Linked DNA regions of Bombyx mori: region 1 is linked to region 2. Evidence: chromatin contacts called from public Hi-C data. All regions are on one chromosome and are shown on one strand. The core of a region is the stretch at or near the end of the contact, and the rest is flanking DNA. Distances in the headings are between cores, read along the strand shown.

Region 1 (5,592 bases), core at 1,718-4,217, 37 kb after region 2:
CCGAACAAGTGAATTTTACGCAAAGTAAAAGATCACAAAAAATAAGCAGGTAGTCTTTGAGTAGGGCGAACCATTTATAACTATATGTTAGAACCAATAAAACCGGTTTTAGTTTATCTCTTTAAAACGATACCAAATTTTTATTAGACGACTTTCAACTTTAAGTCTTTGAGTTACAAACGTTTATTTTTTTCTTTTAAATACTTCGCCTCTCTTTTACACCCCTGCAGAGATTTGAAAAGGACCAGACATTTTAAATACCCAAATATTATTTATCTACTTCAAGCGGTTTGTATTCATTTATTATTATTTCAATCCTAGGTTGTGGTGGATGTATTTCGATTTTATTCTTTGATATTTAATAATTCTAAGAGACTGATTTTACTAGTTTTAAAACTTCAAAATCAAAAAATAAATTTATTTATCAATATTTTCAAAATTATTTATCGGACTGTTCACATTTACAATATAAAGATTATGTGAACTAGGTATGTACGCGTTCTTATTTCTTTCTTATTCGCGTTTGCAATTAAAAACATTAAAGGCATTTCATTTATTTAGGGCTTCAAATTAAAACATCCAAGATCGATATTTTGATTATTTTGATGTTTGTTTTTTTTATTTTTATTGCTTTGATGGGTGTACGAGCTCACAGCCCACCTGGTGTTAAGTGGTTACTGGAGCCCATAGACATCTACGACGTAAATGCGCCACCCGCCTTGAGATATAAGTTCTAAGATCTCAGTAGAGTTACGACGGCTGCCCCACCCTGCAAACCGAAACGCATTACTGCTTCACGGTTGAAATAGGCAGGGTGGTGGTACCTACCCGTGCGGACTCAGAAGAGGTCCTACCGCCAGTAAAAATAAATAATTATTTTCCGAAGTATATACCTTCTTATATTAAGTATTGTATCTGTCATATATTATTAAGTAAGTAAATGTGTTGTTCTGTGCACATTTTTTTATAACTTTGTTATTCACATAAATTGCTGCAGTCGATTGTTTGTTCATTTAGAATGACCTATGCCTAATTGAATAGTAATTTCCAAAAGTCATCATTTGACTAATACAAATTTTTACATTCTAAGACTGAGTCTCGTCTTGCAACTTATGTGGCATGACGCAAGTTCAAACATGTCAGGGCAACTGGTTTTACTTTGGTGTTTCTTATTTTTCGAATGGAATCATAAAAATAACGTTGCATTAGCGTAATTTTTTTAAAGATTCAAGAGGAATAAATCTGATGGAAATATGTCCGGTTCAACCAATACTACACAATTCAACTTTATTTTATTAATTATTATATATTTTCTTGAAGGTAGTGCGATATTTTTGCACTAGACGTTCCATTTTAAAACTGAAAACAGTACCCTCTTTTAAGCTTTTTACGCTAAAGGTACGAAATATTTGTATTTAACGATTCTTTTGATTGTGATGACCAATTCAAAAAATAAGGCACCATTGGCTAGATACCATTGCCATTTGATACCATTGAGATAGAAATGCAAGAATTACATACGACTTTTTAAATTAATAATCGTGCTACCGAATTTCTATGTGTTTAGAAGGAAAACCTTAAATATTACTTATAAATTATTCTTAGCAATTTTGAATGAATGCCTTTAAACCAAAAATATTTGTGTGTGTGTGTGTGTGTTTGTACACTGCGTATCTTCTTAATACCTAACTTTCTTCTGAATCAGATAATAAGGCAGACGCATTTTAATAATTTCTATATTAAAATACTTGGTAATAATCGCCCTACTCTTAATGATGGCTATTGAGTGCTTTAGAATACTGTTAATTTCATTACAATTTGAAGAAATGAAAATTGCTGTTTCATTAGAGTTGCACCTTCAAAGATAAACTGAGATTATTGCTATCTAATGGGTACGGGTGTAGAGAATTGTGGATGTAGGTACCTACATCATATTATTATCTAAGATGGTCGATTGAAATTTTAAGACACAATATAAACCTAGGTGAGCGGAGAAATATACGAATCACCGCGAATATTAATGAGCAATAAGGCAAATAAACATTGTAGGAATCAACCCCACCACAAACATTACAAGACTACCTACTCGCGATTGCTGATTGAAAATCAGTGCTGCTCAGTTATAAAATAATAGAACATCATCACATTCACAATGAGAATATTTATCGTCATCCACAATGTGTAAGCTAGACGGTATTTAGGTAATAAATGATTCAAACTTACCTTCAAGAACAGATCACCAAAGTCATGCAGGGCAGACTGATGCATTATGGCTGTAGACATCATGTATGCAAAACGAACTCGACACTTAATCCAGATTTTATTCTTATTTCTTGATGTTTCTTTGGAAACTGATCCACTGTAGCACGAATATATAAGGTCGACGAACTCACTGTGAATTTTAGGTTAGCTGATGAAAAGTTCACGAAGACTTTTGAAGATGTTTCCAAAATCCTTGCGATTTTATAGTTCAATTACTGAGGTCGTTGCTTTTTTGTTTATCGTTCGGTGATCAGTTTGTTTCCGAACTAGTTGGCCAAGAGGCGATTTTGTTCCCCCTCCAGATTTAAGCCAAAACAGTAATTTTGAACACAATTTCGCTATCGCAGCGAAAATGTACAAAACAGTCCTTTGTTTCGAAAAGTTTTTTACAACCTTTTTTTCGCGTCTATACGGAAACACAAATTTTGGTCAAATTCTGCGCGAACTGCGTCAAAGTTAACTTCTACAATACAAACTTTTTTGTAGTTATCGACTTTATACTCCAAAAAGTTTTTATTCTAGTTGTATAAATCGTAAAATTTCAATAATAAATCGCAGCGTCAACGTCCGCGCAAAACGCACCACACGTACATTCCGTATCACGCTTGCTCGCGCACTGATCTTGTTGTAGTGTGGCACCTCGCCTTCGCCCGTTTCATCGTCGTGCTGCGGTTGGCGCGGCAGCGGGCGGGTGAATTTTGTTTTCAAATCAAACAGCGCGATCACGTTTTGGAACGAGATTCGTTTACCGCTCGGGTGCGTTCGGCCATTTTCGGACCCTGTTAAATTCCATATCTAAACACTAACAAATTTTGATTACACAAATCGTAATATATATAGTTCAAAAATACTATCATAAACTAATAACATGTTTTAAACTTCAATTACAAACTAAAATTTCAATTGCCAGTAATGAAAAAGAGTCGATTGTGATTAAAGCTTAAGTCTGCTCATTGTTAAGATATGATATGAATATTTAAATTAAAGGAGAAAATAATAAATTATTGATAAAAGGAATAATTGTATGGGAAATTAATAAAATTGGCCACGTGAACCTATCCCTTCGGCAAATTCATATACTAGAACTTACTTTTGTTTAAAACAATAATATTAAGCCTAGTAATGATAGGAATATTCGCAAGTAGAATATTTACTATAATAATTGTAGGGATCTACATAATATTATATCTTCGATCAACATTTTTTGTAATGGCAGGATAGCAGTTTATCTAGGGACTACTGCTTAGCCAGGACGGATGAGCGAACCTGAGGGCTTAGTCAGAAGGGCTTGATCAAGAGTACGTTTATCTCGTTATTTTTTCATTTCACATTTACAAATTTTTCCACTATCTTGTTACACATAATGTTTGAGATACACCGGCCTATTGTTTCCGTCTTATCTACAGTGTCACGGAATACTCGTATATATATTAAACTGGATAATGTCAAAACACAATCAAAACTGCTTTGAGTGTTAAAAATATTTTGGTAAAGTTATTATCACGCATAAAACCCAAGTCCACCTTGGCACTAAACAAAAACTTGTGATTTTTGAGCTGAACTGAACTGGTTCTCTACCAATCGAGATGCACAAACAAAACGACACGGCGCGTCGAGCGTGCCCTTAACAACTTTAGTTACTAACAAATATTACGGGTCTTATGTACTTACTTACACAGGTGTATTTAAAAATAGTTCCGCACGATAAATTATAATATAAATCTTATGTTATTATAGGTAGAAATTCATAATATTAATCCTTTTCAAAAACTAGGATAGGATACTTATACGTTCATAATGTTTTTTTACAATGCATCTCATGTGAGGCCATTAAATATGAGCAATGAGGGATGTCGAGCGGTTGTCGTGTACCTATCTTCGCGTTAGTTTATGAGTTCATAACTTACTTGAAGAACAACATTTATGGCTGGCTTCTTTAAAAACAATGAATACGATGTTCGTTTTGAAAGTAAAATTTACGCTTAAAGTAATCAACCGACATAAATAGCTGGTAAAGTTTGTAAATCAATAGCACAAATACACGAAACTATTAGGCAGAAATACTTTAAATCGCTTTCGCCCATCTCTAGAGCGCTGTCTGTAGCTGCGCTCGACTGCGTCTCTCGAACAACTTTTTATAATGATATTCGTTGGTTGCAAACCCGTTCGACGGTTTTAGTCAGGTTTTAGGTTTATGAAGTACCGATCTTACGGGAATCCAAACGAGATTGTTTCATGTTCACCATTAAAATGTTGATTTCATGTTTTCGCATTCCTGTTCATTGTCTTAAAAAAGTTAACAAGGGTTTTTTTTATAAAATCCATAGCCTAATATTTTATTGAAACTGCAATGAACGTTGAAAATTTTAATGAACGAAAACACATAGGACGGATACAAATTTGAATTAATTAATTCATAAATAGAAGGATAATGTGTATCGCCGGAAGTGCTGAACATTTATCGGTTAAGATTAATAACAAACGTACCGAAGTGACGGCGACGTAAAATTGAAATTTAGACTTACAGTTTTAATCCAAATATTTGTTTTTTAAATTACTTATTCAGGAGGACATTGGTTTTCGGAATACTTGTTTTATGTGGGTTAAAATCTTAAGATTTGCTTGCTTAAAACACTAGACCTTATGTTATTCGTTAGCTCATAGTAGCAATTAAGCAAGATGATAATATGTCAAACACAGTGGTGCTAAGAGAACGTCTTATGATTTGAATTAGAGATTGCTTACCAACGCATACAATGTGTTTTATCAAAACATAGCTCAGATTATCTTGCCGGCTTAAACGTTCGCACTGAAGAAAAAACGAATAAGTAGTAATTTCAAGATTGTTGAAAATAAATTCACAGATAATATTGTTTACTTTATAATAATACGGTCTCCATAAGTACAAATTTCAACTTAACACTCCTGTTTTTCTTTGACAGCAAAATCGAACAAGCTTACTTATAGCTTTTATTTTATTGCTTAGCTACTGGTATCATTATTTACTCATGGGAAAAATTGTGTAATGAGATCTGAAATACAAACTCAATTAGGGATCAGCGTTTGATTAAGAAAAATTAACAAACTCGCACTGAGTTTTTTCCAATGTCATGAATTTCTTATGCGAAATAATCCAAGTCTATAATTTAAAATGTTCAACTAGAATGTTTGGAATTGGATAAAAAAAAATCTCATTAGTGAAGTAGAAAAATAAAAAAAGAATATGCGGGAAAAATTACCATTTTGTGTTTCATTTCATTAGGTTTAGTTATCCGCGATCACAAAAACTGTCTTTGGAATATCGAGTTACTTATTGCTAGGACGTGAGTA
Region 2 (4,999 bases), core at 1,730-4,229:
GTGGAACCTGTTTCTCATACCATGCTCAATAACAGGCACTGGGTATTCCAACAACATTCGGCGCCAGCTCATAGAGCGAAGAGCACACGAGACTGGCTGGCGGCGCGTGAAATCGACTTCATCCGGCACGAAGACTGGCCCTCCTCCAGTCCAGATTTGAATCCGTTAGATTACAAGATATGGCAACACTTGGAGGAAAAGGCGTGCTCAAAGCCTCATCCCAATTTGGAGTCACTCAAGACAACCTTGATTAAGGCAGCCGCCGATATTGACATGGACCTCGTTCGTGCTGCGATAGACGACTGGCCGCGCAGATTGAAGGCCTGTATTCAAAATCACGGAGGTCATTTTGAATAAACTTTAGTGTCATAAGAATCTATGTTTTGTTAAGTTCATTTTGGTATATGAATGGTTACATAATGAATAAACTTGTTTCAATTCTTTTACATTAAACATGTGACAGAATTTATGACCTGACTAGGTATAACTCTTCTCCCCTTTTGTCTCCACCTTATCCCACTAGGTGGGGTGGGGCACAGCAAATTTTTCTATTCCATTTTCTTCTATTAGCCGTCATCTCAACACTCACTCCTCTCTCTCTCATATTATCATTCACACACTACATCCATGTTTTCTTCGGTCGACCTTTCCCCCCTCTACCTTGTACCACCATTTCCATACATCTCCTAGTCACATGCATCGCCTCTCTACGCTCCTTCTCATCTCCTACTCATCATCTCTCCTCTAATTTATACTATAACTATAACAACAATATTCTAATTTGTGACATTTTTATAGAAAGGAGGCGTTATAAAGTAGTTTTTTTTTTTCATTGCTTAGATGGTTGGACGACGTTGGACTCACGGCCCACCTGATGTTAAGTGGTTACCGGAATCCATAGATATCTACAACGTAAATGCCGCCACCCACCTTGAGATAAGAGTTCTAAGGTCTCAGTATAGTTACAACGGCTGCCCCACCCTTCAAACCGAAACGCATTACTGCTTCACGGCAGAAATTGGCAGGGTGGTAGTACCTACCCGTGCGGACTCACAAGAGGTCCTACCACCAGTAATAAAGTTGCAAAGATTCTAGTTTTTTTTAGATGTAGTAGAAGGTATCGAATTGAAGATGAATATTTTGCTTTTGGTCATACAGATTAGTGATTACTATCATCCAACTTTGACATTCCGACATGAGTGTGGTCAATCAACAGGTTTGGTTACTAAAGTCTTTGCGCATCTTGGTCGTTATCTAATCATTGCTGTGTTCAAATAATAGATAATTTCTTCGTATCCATCCAGCAGCAATTATTACTATCGTTGAACTAACACGGGTATAACTATTTACTCAACTGATTTGATATAGGTATTTAGATATCATCCAAGTTGACATTCGGTACCTAATATGAAAGTAAGTAAATAAAATAGACCAAAATATGAGTAAGTAGTTAGGGCTTGGCAACATAACAGTTTTGATTGAACGTACGTAAGTAGGTAATCTATATATTAATACGTGAAGCAAAAACTTTGTATCCCTTTTTACGAAAATTGCGCGGTCGGAGGAGTATGAAATTTTCCACACTTATAAAGAATATAGAGAAGAAGTGCACAATGCTAATATTTTTTTTAAATAATGCATAAAAGATACATTAAATCAATAAATAAAGAAAACATTACACACACTACATACCATGTATTTGACGCATACACGCATGCATAATATTTATTGTCAAACTTTTGTTCTTGACGTCTATTGTCAAATTGAGATTAAATATTGTTTGTTTTTGTTAATATTTTTTATAGTGTAGTCTTCGCGAAATTTGTGATTATAGAAGTATAAAGTACAATCATAATAGTGTACAAACTTACAATTCCAATTAATTATAGTCGAATTTCGACTACTGCGGGACCTCTAGTGTGATAATAATTTTCGTTGTGGGCAAACATTTTATTTTATTACGAACGTTACTCGTTTGTTTTATTTATTTTTATTGTTGTTCACAACCTATGTAAGGTTATCGACACGGAAATAGGATTTTGTATTTAAGCTATTCTCTGTTCTGTAATGTTCTCGTCCGTTAATACCGGTTGATGGAAAATTTTCAATAAGGCATATAACATGTTCCACATAACAATGAGGCGGTGGATTTACATATAATAACAAAAGCCTAACAGTTTTTATTGTTCAGCCTATTTCAAATTTACGTGACCATTGCGCACAATTCGTTCATTATAGTGTTCTATGAATTGATAAAACATAGAATCTGTCAAAATGTTTAGTACAATGCAGTACTTTGTATTCTGGTGCTGAGCGCTCGGCATAAGCAAGCTTTAATTAAGGGTCGAACAATTTTAAAATATTACTTATCATGAAACGTCTGTTCACGAACAATTTCCGTAATGAAGGAATAACCTCGTGCCGCTATCCAATTAATTGAGACTTTGATTTGTCTCAAGGCGATTGGTGGCATTTACACTATGATTTTTCTGTGTTCCGATATCCACTTAACATTAGTTAGGCCATGAGCTTGCCTATGAGTGTTTAATTTTGGGTGGATACTCTCTTTATACACCAGGAATTCTTAGAAAAGCCAGTTCTTAAGTCAACACCTCATTTACGTCTTCCTTTGAAGCAGGACTTTAGTAGAACCATGTAAATATTTTAGTTCGTATTAAATTCGTAAATTCGTTGCATCGGTATAGTTTGGATTCAACCCACTTCCAAAAATGTAAATTGAGATTGAAGACTGATCTCATGACCTCTAACACGAGCCTGTTCGTTTTGTACACCAAGCACCGATTACAACATCCGTTACACTTTTGATATCAATTATTGTTTTTACTTTGCTCAAAGCGTTATGCTCGCGATTTTTGCCCCAAGTACATAGACAAAAAGGTTAATTATTGCTCAGCATTCTGTGAGTATTTTGTGTTTTGAATGCAGGCACTTTTCTGTCAAGGCTATGCTTATCTTGGTGTGGCGTTACAAGAGCCGCCGACTCAGCCATGCAATGGTGATGGCTATTAAATGAAATCCTCAGACTAATTACGTACGAAATTGTTGACGTTAATTTTTTACCGAGATCAAAAAAGAGGAGGTTCTCAATTCGATTGTATTTTTAATATGTATCGCCTCTGAAGTATTTTCTAGGTGAATGGATTTATATAACTATAATATTTCAAAGATAGTGCTACTCATGAGGTTCCATTGAAATTTTATAAAGATATGATCAGTAGTTTTTGAATTATCCTTGGTAACGCAAATGAAATTAACTTGGACGGCATTTATGATATACTGATTATCTTTTTATTAAGGTCAGTTTTCTTTCTTGTTTTTATTTTTTTCTATTATTCTCAAATTTGTTTTCCATTTGTAAGTAATAAAACATTTAGATATATTTTATTACCATTGCGAGGATTTTTTAATAGAGATGGTACCTCTGAATTTTAAAACGCTCATGATGTAATGTGGTGTGGTCTAAGCACGTGGCCGATCTGTGTTTTAGTCATGGTGCGTTATTTAAATATATTCGCGATTCTACCATGAACAAATAAATACAAATTATGTTCGCCAATGATTGAAATTCAAATATAAACGCTCCCATGTAAAGATTTAGATGAATTTTATCTACCACTCTTTGTATTTTGTTCTTGACAATTTAAAAAGAACTCATCACTTCAATAAAATAGTATATAAAATGAACGCTTGTCTATAGATACTAAAAAGAAAATCGGTTTGCAAACAGAGGAGAAAATGATACTGTCATTATCTAAATACCCTACTAAATTAATATAAAGACCCATATGAGCCACCATTCCGTCTGTTTCATAGAACGAAGAATTGATACAGGTTTGCCTGTAGAGATACTTGAAATTTCGACCGTGTTTCTAAAGAAATTCTTTCTTTTTCTCCACCTTATCCCACTATGTGGGGTCGGCACAGCTAATTTTTCTCTTCCATTCTCTTCTATCAGCCGTCATCTCAACACTCACTCCTCTCTCTCTCATATCGTCATTCACACACTCCATCCATGTCTTCTTCGGTCGACCTCTTCCCCCTCTACCTTGCACTACCATTTCCATACATCTCCTAGTCACATGCATCTTCTCTCTACGCATCACATGTCCATACCACGCTAACCGTCTGCTCCTTAATTTGTTGTTTACCGGGGCCACTTTCAAACTTCCTCTGATATACTCATTCTTTATCTTATCCATTCTTGTCACTCCACACATCCATCTCAACATTCGCATCTCGGCCGCATGCACTCCTCTTTCATGCTTAACTTTCGTCGCCCAACACTCAGATCCATACAGCACGACAGGTCTAATGATCGTTTTGTAAATTTTACCCTTGAGCTGAAGGGGCATTCTACGATCGCATGCTGTTGCAGAGACCTGTCGCCATTTCATCCAACCAGCGTTTATTCGATTTGTGACGTCCCGGTCTATGTTGCCGTCGTTCTGGAGTATAGAGCCGAGGTACTTGAAGTCGGAGCAGACTGGCAGGGATACACCATCTAAGGCGATTGGCGTGAAGTCTGAAGAACCACCAAAATCACAAAACATGTGCTTGGTTTTTGTTCGACTGATCTTCAAACCCACGTTTTCCAACCTTTCTTTCCATTTTGCCAATCTCCTCTGTATCTCAGGCCCTTCCTCTCCAACGAGAACAATGTCGTCGGCGAACAGCATACACCAAGGCGCCTCTTCCTGTATGTCCGATGTTAGGGCATCCATTATTAGGATGAACAGGTAAGGGCTTAAAGCTGATCCCTGGTGTAAGCCTACCGCCACACTGAACTCGTCGCTATCGCCAGCTGCGGAGCGTACGTACGTACTAGCTCTACCGTACATAGCTCGAACAAGCCGTTGGTATTTCCCTGGCACTCCTTTCACTTTCATGCTCCACCACAAAACCTCACGGGGAACCCTATCATACGCTTTTTCTAAATCAACAAACACCATGTGCACATTTTTACTTGCACGGCGATATT

The links. Hi-C and Micro-C count contacts between places; a contact is called where the count stands out from the background.
Region 1: a contact with region 2 is called in a Hi-C map of whole pupa, with 1.9 times the contacts expected there. The contact joins the promoter of LOC101737257 here to the enhancer-like site in region 2. A contact is called at or near these places in 4 of 7 Hi-C or Micro-C datasets (middle silk gland, posterior silk gland, an unstated tissue and 1 more).

What each region holds. Positions count from the first base shown.
Region 1 is chr18:8,208,827-8,214,418 of ASM3026992v2, forward strand. It overlaps LOC101737257 (protein TIS11), which reads right to left and starts at 2,968. Exons shown (of 2, transcript XM_004928217.5): 1 at 2,224-2,968. The coding sequence starts at 2,286.
Region 2 is chr18:8,172,167-8,177,165 of ASM3026992v2, forward strand. No RefSeq gene overlaps it. Among protein-coding and RNA genes, the nearest start is that of LOC134200597, 14 kb to the right of the region's middle. Within about 2 kb of position 2,980, at least 5 of the 8 cell types and tissues checked have open chromatin away from gene starts, as enhancers often do.